Regions from separate parts of the Mus musculus genome. Here all the other regions are linked to region 1. A link is a contact called in public promoter capture Hi-C data. All regions are on one chromosome and are shown on one strand. Each heading gives the region's core, a stretch centred on a gene start, on an enhancer-like site or on the middle of the called end of the contact. The rest is flanking DNA. Distances are from core to core; before and after follow the strand shown. Region 1 holds the start of Plrg1 (pleiotropic regulator 1). Region 2 overlaps Gucy1b1 (guanylate cyclase 1, soluble, beta 1). Region 3 holds the start of Arfip1 (ADP-ribosylation factor interacting protein 1). Region 4 holds the start of Trim2 (tripartite motif-containing 2).

Region 1 (2,965 bases), core at 272-2,771:
AGTTCTGGCCCTGGCTATCCTGGAACTCAGAGATCCGACTGCCTCTGCCTCCTCAGTACTGGGATTAAAGGCGTGCGCCAACACCTCTGAACTGGGACTCCTAACCAGCCAAAGATCCTGGATCCCTTCAAATACAAGAAAATAGGAGGGAGGCCATAGCAAACAGAAAAACCCAGGTTCCTATATGAACAGGAGATCTGTGTATGATATGTGTGATTTATGGGTCTCATGACTAGATAATAGGATCACCCAAGCTATTCATTTAAGAAGGAAATTTTCACACGGGTGGCTTAATTCAAGAGCTGTAAGAAGAGTAAAACCTAGTGTGGTTTACCTCAGTAGACTGCCCTTATGAGCCTTGCATAAGCTGTGTTCAGGATGACTAAGGTATCTCACAAGTTTAATGAGAGTTGTCTAGTAGTTATATTAACATAGATACATTAAGGTCTTTCTTACATTTCCTTAGTGTTTTGTGATTTAAAATGTTCTTTTCTATGGCTATTACTATTTCCTTGCAACGTGCACAAACATTAGCCACTTTTACAGAAAATAAGATCCTTTGGCTAAACTCACATTCACATTTAGAAATGACTACTTGCGGGCTACAAAGATGGCGCTGACGTTAAGGCTCAAAACTAAAAAGACTAGAAATGTCCATTTTCAGGTTAAAAACACGACCTTCATGTTTTTAATGAATTAAAATATAAATCGAGCGAGAGCATTGCTGTATCGGCGCTACGTTTCATCCTTCTCAAAGTATTCGCAGTATTCTGAGGACGGTATCCGTGAACTTAACCACAGTTCAGGAAGACGCACAATCTGTGAAAACGCCTTAAGATCGCAAATAGCAACTACATCAATACAGAAAACATTTGAAAACGATCGATCATATAAGCCACAGATTTATTTTTAACCTGGGTAAATCACAAAACCTCAACACTTTAGCGTCAAGCCAAATAAAATAAAACCAACTTAAGTTCTCAACCTTTTTTTTTTTTTTTTTTTAATTGCTTGTTTAAGCTGGACAGTGGTGGCGGCGCACGCCTTTAATCTCTGCACTTGGGAGGCAGAAGCAGGAGGATTTCTGAGTTCGAGGCCAGCCTGGTCTACAGAGTGAGTTCCAGGACAGCCAGGGCTACATAGAGAAACCCTGTCTCGAAAAAAAGAAAAGAAACGAAAAAGTTGCTTGCTTAAAACCTCCAAGTAAGGAGCACCAAGCTTCTGGAAGCAGGTACCGCCCCTAAACGTTAAGGCTGGCGCGCTCCCTTAGCTCCGGCTGAAATCTCCGCCCTCAGGCAGGAGACTCCGCCCAGCTCCGCCGAGACCCGCCCTTCTGCCTGGAGACATCGTTCGTCCCCGCCCAAACCCCGCCCCAGTCCCGCCCAGCGGCTGCCGAAGTCCCGCTCTCCTCCAAGAGGCTCCGCGCAACTCCGCCTAGCTTCCGCCCTCCACCGCTAGACTCCGCCCCTCGACCCCTGCGCGGCGGGTTGCCAATACGCATGTGCGGTTAGCGTCACGTCCGGCGACGGGCCCCAATCTCCGGAAAGAGCTGCCGAATAGTGGCGGCGTTTTCTGCGGCGATTATTTGAGTTCCTTCGCTGCTGGAGGGGTAGACTAAACGGCGGCGACATGGTGGAGGTAAAGTGATGCTTGGGTACTTGGGAGTCGTTTGTCCCTGGAGCTTTGCTTTGCCCACGGAAGTGTAGGATGAAAGTGGTGGGAATCTGGGGAAAGGAACTGTAGTCAAAGCTGGTGGTCTCGGCACGTCGGGGTGGGAGGAAGGCCGATGACATCCCAAGTCCGAGCTTCAGTCGGCGGGAAGCCTGAGGGAATCCTGCAGTCCGTGTGTTGTCGTAGGTACCTGGCCGTCTCCTGGGAGGCGGGGCTTCTGATGTTCCCACCGTGGCTGGGATGCTAGTCCGTGCTGTCTTGTCAGTTCCACTGTTATTTCATCTCTACCGCAGTAGAGGCGTGCGGTTCTTGATTTTGTTTGTTTGTTTGTTCTTGCGTATCCCAAACGTTTCTTACTCCCACCCACTGCGTTCCAGGTCCACTGCAGTCCTCCGAGTCTAGCCTAACATCTTTTGCCCGGACTCATTCAATAACTTCCAGCTGGTCTAAGTGCTTAGGATTAACGAACACATTGCAGGAGTGTAGTTCAGTGCTGCTTTCTGTTCCAGTGTTATAGAGTAAAAATGTTGGTGGTGGCAGAGGTCTAAACCTCACCGACCCTGGAAACCCACACTTCCGCAGCATTCACAACTGCTGCGGTTCTGAGTTATCTGGACACCTTTGCAGTGGGATTTCCCACACTTTCACTGCTTGTACCTCTATTCCGTGTAAGGCTGTCTCCCTCTCTGCTTATCACCTGAGAGAAACCTTTCTTGATTATATCTACCAATTCTCCCCCCACCAACTCATCCCATTGCCTATTTTCATAGAACCCTCCAAAAATGTGGAATTATTTTGCTTATTTTTGTCTGTTGCCTCTTGAGTACACTGCATGCCGCATACAGTACTAGCTCGGTAAATATCTACTGAACACATTGTAGGCATTACTCAGTTACTTTTCTAAGAGCTCTGGCCAGACAGGAGCTTTCTCATCTTCGTTGTTGATTGCTGTAGTTTGTTACAGTTATTGAGGAGTGTATATCCTTCTCCATATTTAGCGTGGAAATTGCATAATGACTCTCATGTCGATTAGGGTGTATGGGTCTCTTGTTAGATGTGTGATTTTTGGCTGTCTCTTTACAGGAGGTACAGAAGCATTCTGTACACACACTGGTGTTCAGGTCATTGAAGAGGACCCATGACATGTTTGTGGCTGATAATGGAAAACCCGTGCCTTTGGATGAAGAGAGGTAAGCTTTATTCCTTTTCAGTTGCTAAAGTATTTAATATTAACAGAAGGGTGCAGAGAGAGGGGAGGAGGGGACTTTGAAAGGTCTTAAAAGTGCATACTCAC
Region 2 (3,197 bases), core at 187-2,686, 1.0 Mb before region 1:
CTCCGCATCGGTGCACCTGAAGGAAGGCGCGCGCATCCCTGGGTAAATGGTGGCGAGGTGGTCATGCAGGGCATCGAGGTTCTGTAGTGAAAACGGAAGCATAGTGACTAGGAATGTCTATGAGGTCATAGGCATGCAAACAGCAGAGAGAAGGTTCACATCTGGGTTTGCTGGGCAGATCACTAGTGTAAACGTTTACCTAGGGGGATCCTTCATGGCGCCCCTGAGATGGCTCTGAGGTAAGTACCACAGAGAGAATGAAAAGAGAGCAGAATAGTTGGGACGAATCTATGTGATTGTTAACGGCAAGTCTCAAGAGCATACTTAAGATGAAAAGCAGGCATCTAAGATTGTTGTTGTTGCACACTGTAGTATTCAGGAGAGAACATTGTGTAAATCAACCACATTCTTTTCTGCTCGCACTATAATACCCATCTGAATGGGTATTAGGCTTAGAAAATTAAACTTCCTAATTTTTGTAAGCTTGTCACTTAGAACATGCTTTCTCAGCACCTATTAGCTCCTAAAATTCAAAAGTGATTTATATTCAGATTGACCTAAGAAATAAGAAAGCTACACTTTTAATTCAATCCAGCATTTAGTTGATAATGTGTCCCATGCAGGAATGAAGAGATCCAGGAAATAGAGCCAGGCACAGAGAGTCCTGAAGGCTTACTCTGTTTCAATGAACTGAATAAATCCAGTGTCAGTCTGGGTGCTTCAGTCTATAATGACTTCTGTTTTCTTCCCTCTAATATCTCTATAAAAATCAAGTCAAGCTAGCGTTTGTTTTGTTTTGTTTTGTTTTGTTTTGTTTTGTTTTGTTTTGTTTTGTTTTATTTTGTTTTAAAACATGGCTTCTTCTGACTGCCTCTAGGGGCCGCTGCTGTAGCGTGAAACTTAAGAGGCAGTCTAGCATGCTCCATGCCATTCCTGGAACCCACCTGTCCCAGAATTTCATATTTCTTTCTATTGAGTTGAACCATACAACGGATTCTTTCTTTAACAAATTGTTTTTGTGGAAATCTTTCCCCGTGAAGAGAAGACCCGAAAGCTCCGCTGCAGGACCTTAGGACCCCTGCCGAACTTTTGATGTAACAATCTTGAAAGAGAAAAACCTCTTGAGAAGAAAATGTATTGCTAAGAGTTTTACTTTTATCTCCATTTTCCACAAAGTCAGAGCTGAGTTTGTGGCTGCATTAAAACCTCATTTCTTCCATATTACAGTCCAAGTACTGCGTTATACTCCTTGTATGAAAGAAAGCTATCTTAAATAGGTGGTTTAATACTTTTTCATTTTTCTAAACAAAATATTTAAATATTCCCTAGTCAATAGACCCACGCCATTTGCTTGCTATCAATTTTCATTTTGGTTCATTTTGTGCCCTCTGTACATTCCTACAAGCAGTCAAGACAATCCCTTGGCAGTGACAAAGGTACCATTTCTACCAGTGGCCACCCTGATGGTAAGGCAGTTCTGACACTGGACTTGGTCACCCAGGACAGGTGAAACATCAAAGGTAGCACCCTTCCTGCAAGGCCAGCCATCTGAATTTGTGCACAGGTGTGGGCACGATTAAGGTCTGAATAGTGGAAGTACAGCCTTGCTAAGATGCATTCCTGCAGGCAAGAGGGTCACTACAAAGGCTGAGCATGGTATGGTGTTCAAGCCTTTTTGTGGTAACCGAGTCTCCAGGGATTTGCTGTTGTATTGAATTTGCTACTAATTAAATGCACAAGCTGAGTGCTTTGTTGGAGCATGAGAGATTTACCACTTAATGTAATATTGATTTTCTTTAGATAGTATCCCACACAAAACTCACTCTCGGGATTTCTTCAGTTACCGCTTTCCTCACTCAGTTCTACTCTATCAAGTTTCAAGCGATTACCACGACCCGTCTCTTCTAAGAAATGGGATTGTGATTAAATTTAAATTATTTTCACCACACTTGTATTGCTAATAAATGCGCAGTCTTCACATTTAAACTACTCTAGTTACAATATCCTCTGGAAATCGCAAACAGGGACCCTTAGCATGGCCAAGAGAAAAGCTATTCACATTTGATAGCGCTAACTAAACACATTTGACTGTTCACTAACATAGCTATATTGATACATTCTGGGCAATAAACCTTTCATCACAAAACTAGAATTGTTTTATTTCTAAATATACCCATGGAGGTAAGTACAGGAAGAGAGCAGCTGCAGGGCCAGTTACAAGGAGTTCGCACATGCGCAAAAGAGCCAAAAAGTCGTGGGAAAATGTAAACACAGATGCTTCAGCAGGAACAACTTCCAGGAAGCCATGGAGCAACCTCAAATATGCTTAGGCTTCTCCTTAGCATCATCTAAAATGGGTGATGTTTTTGTTCCGATAACCAAAATCTAGCCTGAGGTTTTAATTCCATTTCTAACGGTGCTGATACCTTTTCGTGCTCCCTCTCTCACAAAGACAATAAAGGCATATTTTCTATGCGAGAATTCTGCAGCTGCCAGGCCACTTTAGCAGTCTCCTGGTGTTTGCGCTTTGTAGAAGAAGGAAAAATGATTCCTGTTACACTTGGGCTGTGGGTCTTGCTTGCTGCAGCTCGAGAAGGAGTGTGCTCTACAGATGTAGGAAGCTGTTGTTCTTTGGGGAAATACGTTTAAGGTGCACGTATATTTTAAGATTTTTGGACTACTTCAAAATGATGCACATTAAAAAAATATACCAGGCATGGCAAAAAATAAGTTCATACATAACTACAAACTATGCAAAAATCCAAGACCTCCTCTCTTTGCTCCCAGTACAGCTAATCAAAAACTTGTAAATTGGCCACAGAAATGTAGAGATAGAGACTCTGCCTGGAAAGCAAACTGGGTTTTTGTTTTTGTTTTGTTTCAGTCTCCATAATCCTTAATCCTGATCCTTGTGGTTGAAAGGAAGTTGTCTGTGGAGATAATCCACTGAGATTCAGCCCTGAAGATGAAAGATATTCTTGCAAAGCCTTCTCCCTCCTTCCATCCCCTCCCCCAGCACTTTCTCCTCTCACATCTCTGAGAGGCAGGGCCAGCATCCACCATGTTTAATGTGAATTGCAGCCCCTGAAAAGCCCCTTGCTGAGGTTAATGAGAAATAGGTCATTGGAAATTGGAGAAGAAGGATACTGAAACAAATGGTGAATTTAACCCAAAGCTGATGGGACACACAGAGAAAG
Region 3 (3,168 bases), core at 176-2,675, 1.5 Mb after region 1:
GGATTAAAGCAAGCATAATCCAAGAAAAGTAACATCTTGTCAAGCAGGAAACAAAATAGCTCAGGCAAAGCCTTTTATTCAGAAAATCATAGTGGAAATATGCTGTTTTCCTATATACTGTTAAACTTTGGAGTTAGAAGGAAGCGTTGGTCACGGTGAACAAGAAAAACAAAAACGAAAATTAAAAGCAAATAAAAATAGAACAAATACAAGAAAAGTGTACATTGCTGCAACGCTTGCTCTGAAAGAGCAGCAATGAAATACAAGCCATTCCTGCAGCCTCCAGAGAACTGACCAACCGCCATCAATCTGGTGCACCTTTCTTTAGCAATCAAGTTAATCAAATGGCAAGTGTGAACACACCTTCGCAGTTGTGAAAGCAACACGTTGATGAAAAGCCCTGCGATTTTTTCATTCGTCCTCCGCCCCCCTGATCAGATAAGAACCAAGAAAGGATAGTTCAGGAAAAAATAAAGGAGGGACGCACAGAAATCCTGAAAGGGTGACTTAAAGGATCTGCAGGAAGTGTAAAATATAAACTTTTTGAGATCAGAGGGTTCAAGAGGAAAACAAGAACAAAGCCAAGGAAGCAATAACAGGGGAGAAAGTCTAGAATCTAAGCACTTAACACACACACACACACACACACAGAGAGAGAGAGAGAGAGAGAGAGAGAGAGAGAGAGAGAGAGAGAGAGACGCTTCCTTTCCTAGACACGTAAAGAGTAGTTAACTTGGCAATAAGGAACGCACCAGAAGGCAGGGCCACAATTTCCTCCTCCAAACTCCAGCATTCCTTGGACGCCCTCAGGCTTGGGACATTTCAGGCAGGGCGCCTCCCTCGGCACCGGTGTCAGGCAATCTCTCCAAGAGATTGCTACCTCCCTTCCTCTCACAGCAGGAGAGAGGAAGCAGGACACTCAGGGAAGAGCAGGGGGAAAGGCGGCCCACTCGGACAGAGTCCAGAAAGCCCCAGACCCTGCCAACTCTTCCCACTGCCGAGCGGAGCCGCCCCAGGGGCCAGTGCTGCCCCCCTTCACTCCAGAACACACTCAGACTCAGAGGGACAGGAGGGACCAAGGGGCGGACTTGGCTGCTCCCAGGGATGGAAGTGCCCAGGAGCAAGTTTGATGAGAGTAGCCGCAGGCGACACATCCATCTGTCGGGAAGCACGCCACCCCAACCCCTTCCTTTCCGCCGCGGCTCCGCCCTCACCTGTCTGTCAGCGGGGAAGCCGGCAGCGCTCCGTCGCGGGCTCTCCCGGTCGCAGCCCTCGGGAATCACGTCGGCCAGAGGGAGAAGGGACCGGAAGCGCAACCGGGAGCTTTTCCTTCGTCTCCTCCCCCACGCCTCGGGGGCGGGGAGCAGCTACAGCTGTCACAGGCTCCGGGCAACCAACCGCCGAGGACACTTGCACCCGCGACCTCTCAACCCGGTCTCCGGCGCTTGCACCCTACCCGCGAAGCCGGAAGCGAGCAGACCGGAAGTGCGGGGTCTTAGGCCCCGGACAGCCTCTCTCTAGAAGCCAAGCCCGGGCCCCGCCACGTCTCTATGGTGCGCGCGCGTCTCCCAGGGGGCTGGGTCCTCCCGACTCCGCCCCGGGCCGCGGCCCTGTGAACTACATCCGGGAATCCGCACGGACCGTTGCCGGGGTAACCGGGTTGCAGCGTAGAGGAACAGTCCATAGTTTGCGAAGTGCAGCCCTCCAGCCAGACATCCTCTACCCTTTTCCCACACGCGTACTCCGTGTCTGGAGGGTGGAGGTGGCCGTAGCTCACCACCGCGGAGCCGAAAGTTTGTCAACCACCGGAGAGAAGAACGGGATGCGGAAGGGATGGAGCGAAGATGAGTGTACCGGCGCTGGCAGCACGGAAGCCCGGCCCTCGCTTTCTTAGGTTTCTCGCTAGCTCTCCGCGATCACCGCACTCTTACCAGTCTGTGCACCAAGACCGGCAACCGTGAACGTGCGGTGGTAGCTCTGTTTCTGTGCTTGCTCTCTGACAGTGGGCTCATAGTACTTTTCTTCGCTGCTCCTCTTTTGCCGGCAACCGAACTCTGCCTTCTTGCTCATCCCCTCTTAAGTAGATCGCTGACGCCCCGTCCACAGAAACAGTTCAACTGTCCCTTCTCCCAGAGCTCTTCTTGGTCGTTTCCTACCAGACTTTGGGGGTACCTGCGAGAATCTTCCCTATTCCCAGCGGTGTTAGATAATGAGTTTAAATATCCTTGTACTGTGTCTTCCTCAGTCTGGTTAATAGTAACACTACATACATTTACATAATGCACTACACATATTTCAAACCTAAATAACGGTATTGTCTTAGATTGCTAGCACATCAACTCAAACAAAACATCAACAAAAACAGTGCTGACATGCCCAAACATAAATCTTGTATAAAGGGCTTTTCTGTTCTGAAATTGAGCTATAAAGGGAGTGGTGGGTGGGTACCAATTCTCTCAAACTGTAATTATTCTGCAATGTATTGTGAATTTTCCTACTCAAAACCATCCTCTTGAGTTGAAACCCATTAGTCTTCTCCATTATTAGAAAGGGGCCCCTGTCTAGTGTAACTCTTGCTCTCGTTCTGTAAGAACTGAATAAGACTTGTAGCTAAGTGCAAGTGTCATCATGTACAGGGCTTCTGAAGGGTGACTTGGAAAACATGTCTTGCAATGCCCGGTTGTGTATGAATGGTGTGGACAGCTAGTACATAACAAAACTGGGTGTCTCCTTGAGGATGCCTGGTGGTGTTTCTTTAAATTTGGGGATACTTGGCTTCTTTTATTATCTATTTGTTCTTAAGTTGTATACTTTCTCTAGGAATTGCTGATAGTTTTTATGATGGTTCTGATGGACTTGGAACTAATGCTAATTTTCTTTGATAAAGATGCTATTAGTTGTCTATTTTAAGTAACTGATCGATCAGTCCAGTGAGGTTCTGGTATTCTGCATGATTATCCTTATCCATAATATTGTGGTGAGCAAGACTATGATGGGATTAATTTATTTCTCCCAAGATTTCTTTTGCCCCAAGAGAAATGCAAATGTAGGCCCACCTTTAGAAACACTGAAATCTGCTTCTGTTGGTGATGAAGAATTGCAAAATACTTCTGTACATCATTTGGACTGAAGGAAGCAGAGGCTTGTGTTCTTTGGATTTGGGGAAAT
Region 4 (3,112 bases), core at 377-2,876, 1.2 Mb after region 1:
TTTGAACAGGACGGGAATGTAGTGCATATCATAAAAAGTCTATAAAATGCTTTCTGTCTTGGTTCAAGGCCGTGGTGGGCCAAGTGCTCTGAATCACTCCTGCTCTTCTGTTGCTTGGAGTTGAAGCGCCCATGCTGGCTCTGTTAAGGGTGAAATGGAGTGGAAATCTGAAACTGGAGGTCATATAAAATCCAGCACAGTAACTCCCGCCCCCAGGAAGGAATCTGGAAGTACTTGTTATGCTGTACTGAGCTTATAACTATATTTCAAGAATACAGATGTGAAGGTTAAGCTCCATCTTAGAAGGAAAAACAAACCAACCAACCCTGAGCGGGCGCGGGGGGGGGGGCGGGCATAGATATGCAAACTGTCACAAGAACAACCTCTCATGTATATCCTAGCGTGTAGCCTAATCTTTAGACTCTCAGAACTTCAAATGCTGTTAAATGTACTATCTAAAAAGCATTTGAGAGGTGGGGCCGTAACTTATCAGTTCAGCCGAGCATTAATTCCCCAGAACCTCAAAATAAATAAATACGTGTCCCGTTCCCCCTCCCCCCCACACACACACTAGAATTAAAAAGTATTTGAATCTAACGCTATCTGTGCCCTAATTCGATTAAGGAGTTGCAGAAAATAAGTCAGTTGCTCCCTGGAATCGATTAGATTACAAATGGGGAAATGTCTGGGGTTCGCGGAATGCTTTGCATCTGACAAGCATTTTTGGGACAAGCTTCCTCCCCACCCCCAATCCTTTACATCTTGACAGCAGCATGCAGATTTTTCAGCATCAATCAAAAAGCCCAGAAAGGCAACATCTCCACCTTTTAATAAACCAGACGTGCAGCGTGAGCTTGGCCAGAGGGTAAGCGTGAAAACTAATAGACAGGAATCTAGCTGAGTAGTTCCTTCAAAGAGAAAGAACATTTTTTTGTTTGTTTATTTTTGGAAGAAAAAGAAATGGGGTTGGGGGTGGGGGTGGGAAGAGGACACCTTTCCAAGCTTTAAGATTATAGAGTCGCTTTCTACTCCAGGGTCAAATGACTTTGCAAGCGTTCCTTGCAGGTCAGGGTCTGCAGAGGGTCCGTGAGATTCCGGGAACAGTGCTGGCGGGCTGACAGCTCCGAAAAACCGCCCGCGCCCCTCACGCCCCCACCCCCAGGGACACTTACCGCGACCCTCGCGGCTGCTGCTCGCACCCGGATCTCTGGCGGCCGCGGACCCCGGTATCCCGGCTCCCGCCGCACGCGGCCTCACGGTCACACGGCTCGCTCGCGGGACACGATCTGAGCGGCGGGCTCGGCAGAGAGGACGGACGCGAGGAGCGGAGCTGGCCTCGCGGGCCGCGCCGGGGCCTTCCCTCCGTGTCGTCTGTACCAAACAGCTCCTCTCTGGGTCACTTCCATTCTGTGCTCAGTCCCAGAGCGGCGAGACATCTGCTTTCCATAAGCCTCGCGCAGAGGCAAATCCTGGATTAGATGCCAGAGCCCACGGTACAGCTGATCCGCGCACAAAGAGCCGCGGACAAACACGCAAGTTGGTGCCCGGTTCCAGAACGATTCGGATGACTCAGGCGGCCGCAGCCGGGATGCGCCAATCCGCGGCTGGCTGGGTTTTCAGGTCTACTGCGGAAAACTCTCTCTCTCTCACACACACACACCCGCCCGCCCACCCCACGAAAGCACGCTCTGTCCCTGCAGGGGAAGTGACTTCAGCTGTACCGGGCTGAGCGAGCTCGACGCAGCCTGCCTCCACCGCCGGGCGTTCGGTATTGAAAGCACACACTGCTGACCGTGACAAGGGGAAAAGCTTTGCTTTAATTCCAATTCACGAGTCAGTTATGATACAGTCAGCGCTGAAAAGGATGAGGAAGTGCTGTCTTTGCAAATTGATTTTTCATTCTCCCAAACAGCTGGGCAAAATTGCTGTTTCTCCGCCCCCCCCCCCCCCCCCCCCGTCCCTTCCTCACTTTGGAGTGCCTTTGACAGCGTGAAGTCGCTACTTCCTCTCAAGTGCTCTACTGTGTTGGGCTGGTTATGCTAGGGAGACTTACCAGTTCCCAACCCTGAAAAATTACAGTCAAAGAAACATAGGGTGGGGTTGGGGAGAGCACAGATGGGGCTTTTCAATCAGTCTAGAATCCAAAGACAGCTCCCCACCTCCAACCCCCACCTGCCGCCACCTCCCGGACAAGCCTTTTAAATTTTGGGCTTCTGCAGGCTCTAGAACAAAGAGGCTGGGCACTAGCTGATCCTGAATGTGGCTTTAGGGGCAGAGCAGGAGCAATGAAGACAGATAGATGCTCTATGGTGGATGGCAAAGAAGTTAGGTCACCGTGCTTGTCGTCCTAGGTAAACTGGGACCTTGGCATCTGACTAGAAACTAAAGGGACCCTCTGAGAGATTTGGAGCTGGCAAGTGATGTAATAAGATTTCCACCGCAGAAAGATAATTTCACAAGGCTACTCCAACCTAGAAAGGGGGTGGAGGTGAGTTTGAAATGAAGGGGAAAGACTCCAAAGACAGCAAGAGAGAGACTAAAATAAAATGCCCATTACAGGGGTGGGGCAAAGGTATCCTACAGAGGTCATAGCCTCCTGTCTGCCTCCTGTGGCAGGACAAGTAGAAGAAAATGAGAGAGGACCCAGAGAAGCCAGGAGTTGGGTTCAGAACGAGGTCACAGAATACAAATCAGCCACACAGATTTCTAAAGTATTTGGGACCTTCTGGCTAAGCAAGACAGGTTGGGCAGGTGTGTGGTTAGACAGCGAAGGTAAATACAGAGTAGAGAAAAACGGTTTGTATTGGTGTGTTGCATCTGTCAAAACAAAGTACCTGGAAGTGAGGAGATTAAATAACAGAAATAAATTGCCTCACAGCCTGGGAGCCTGCAGCCAGTGTGATGGGAGGAGCTTACTCCAGGAAGGACCCCTGGTTCCTTGGCTAGCGGCATTGTAAGCACTTATTTTCCCTGGCTCGCCGTGACCAGATGTCCGCCTCTTTTTGTAAAACGCTAGCCATATTAGGTTAGGGGCCCACCATACTCCAGAATTACTGCACTTCACTAATTACATCTGTCCTCAGGTGTCAGTCAGTTTTCTATCACGATATCA

Evidence for each region. Promoter capture Hi-C pulls out the DNA fragments that hold promoters and counts their contacts.
Region 2: a contact with region 1 is called in a promoter capture Hi-C map of embryonic stem cells, with 6 times the contacts expected there. The contact joins the enhancer-like site here to the promoter of Plrg1 in region 1. A contact is called at or near these places in 10 of 39 promoter capture datasets (the 3T3-L1 cell line, cranial neural crest, embryonic stem cells and 5 more), 1 of 484 Hi-C or Micro-C datasets (the G1E-ER4 cell line), 1 of 115 datasets of contacts at active chromatin or transcription factors (embryonic stem cells) and 1 of 9 other capture datasets (embryonic stem cells).
Region 3: a contact with region 1 is called in a promoter capture Hi-C map of pre-B cells, with 6 times the contacts expected there. The contact joins the promoter of Arfip1 here to the promoter of Plrg1 in region 1. A contact is called at or near these places in 3 of 39 promoter capture datasets (the C10 cell line, erythroid cells and pre-B cells), 2 of 484 Hi-C or Micro-C datasets (muscle stem cells and uterus) and 1 of 9 other capture datasets (liver).
Region 4: a contact with region 1 is called in a promoter capture Hi-C map of pre-B cells. The contact joins the promoter of Trim2 here to the promoter of Plrg1 in region 1. A contact is called at or near these places in 2 of 39 promoter capture datasets (the C10 cell line and pre-B cells).

What each region holds. Positions count from the first base shown.
Region 1 is chr3:83,054,017-83,056,981 of GRCm38.p6, forward strand. It overlaps Plrg1 (pleiotropic regulator 1), which reads left to right and starts at 1,522. Exons shown (of 15, transcript NM_016784.3): 1 at 1,522-1,638; 2 at 2,755-2,861. The coding sequence starts at 1,630.
Region 2 is chr3:82,046,630-82,049,826 of GRCm38.p6, forward strand. It overlaps Gucy1b1 (guanylate cyclase 1, soluble, beta 1), which reads right to left. Exons shown (of 14, transcript NM_017469.4): 5 at 1-81. Among named protein-coding and RNA genes, the nearest start is that of Gucy1b1, 26 kb to the right of the region's middle. Within about 2 kb of position 1,437, at least 11 of the 459 cell types and tissues checked have an H3K27ac peak or open chromatin away from gene starts, as enhancers often do.
Region 3 is chr3:84,581,200-84,584,367 of GRCm38.p6, forward strand. It overlaps Arfip1 (ADP-ribosylation factor interacting protein 1), which reads right to left and starts at 1,426. Exons shown (of 9, transcript NM_001081093.2): 1 at 1,215-1,426. It overlaps Gm35410 (predicted gene, 35410), which reads left to right and starts at 1,216. Exons shown (of 1, transcript NR_164319.1): 1 at 1,216-3,168.
Region 4 is chr3:84,258,153-84,261,264 of GRCm38.p6, forward strand. Trim2 (tripartite motif-containing 2) reads right to left here and starts at 1,627. Exons shown (of 12, transcript NM_001271727.1): 1 at 1,173-1,627. It overlaps Gm40078 (a long non-coding RNA gene), which reads left to right. Exons shown (of 3, transcript XR_867391.3): 3 at 1-72.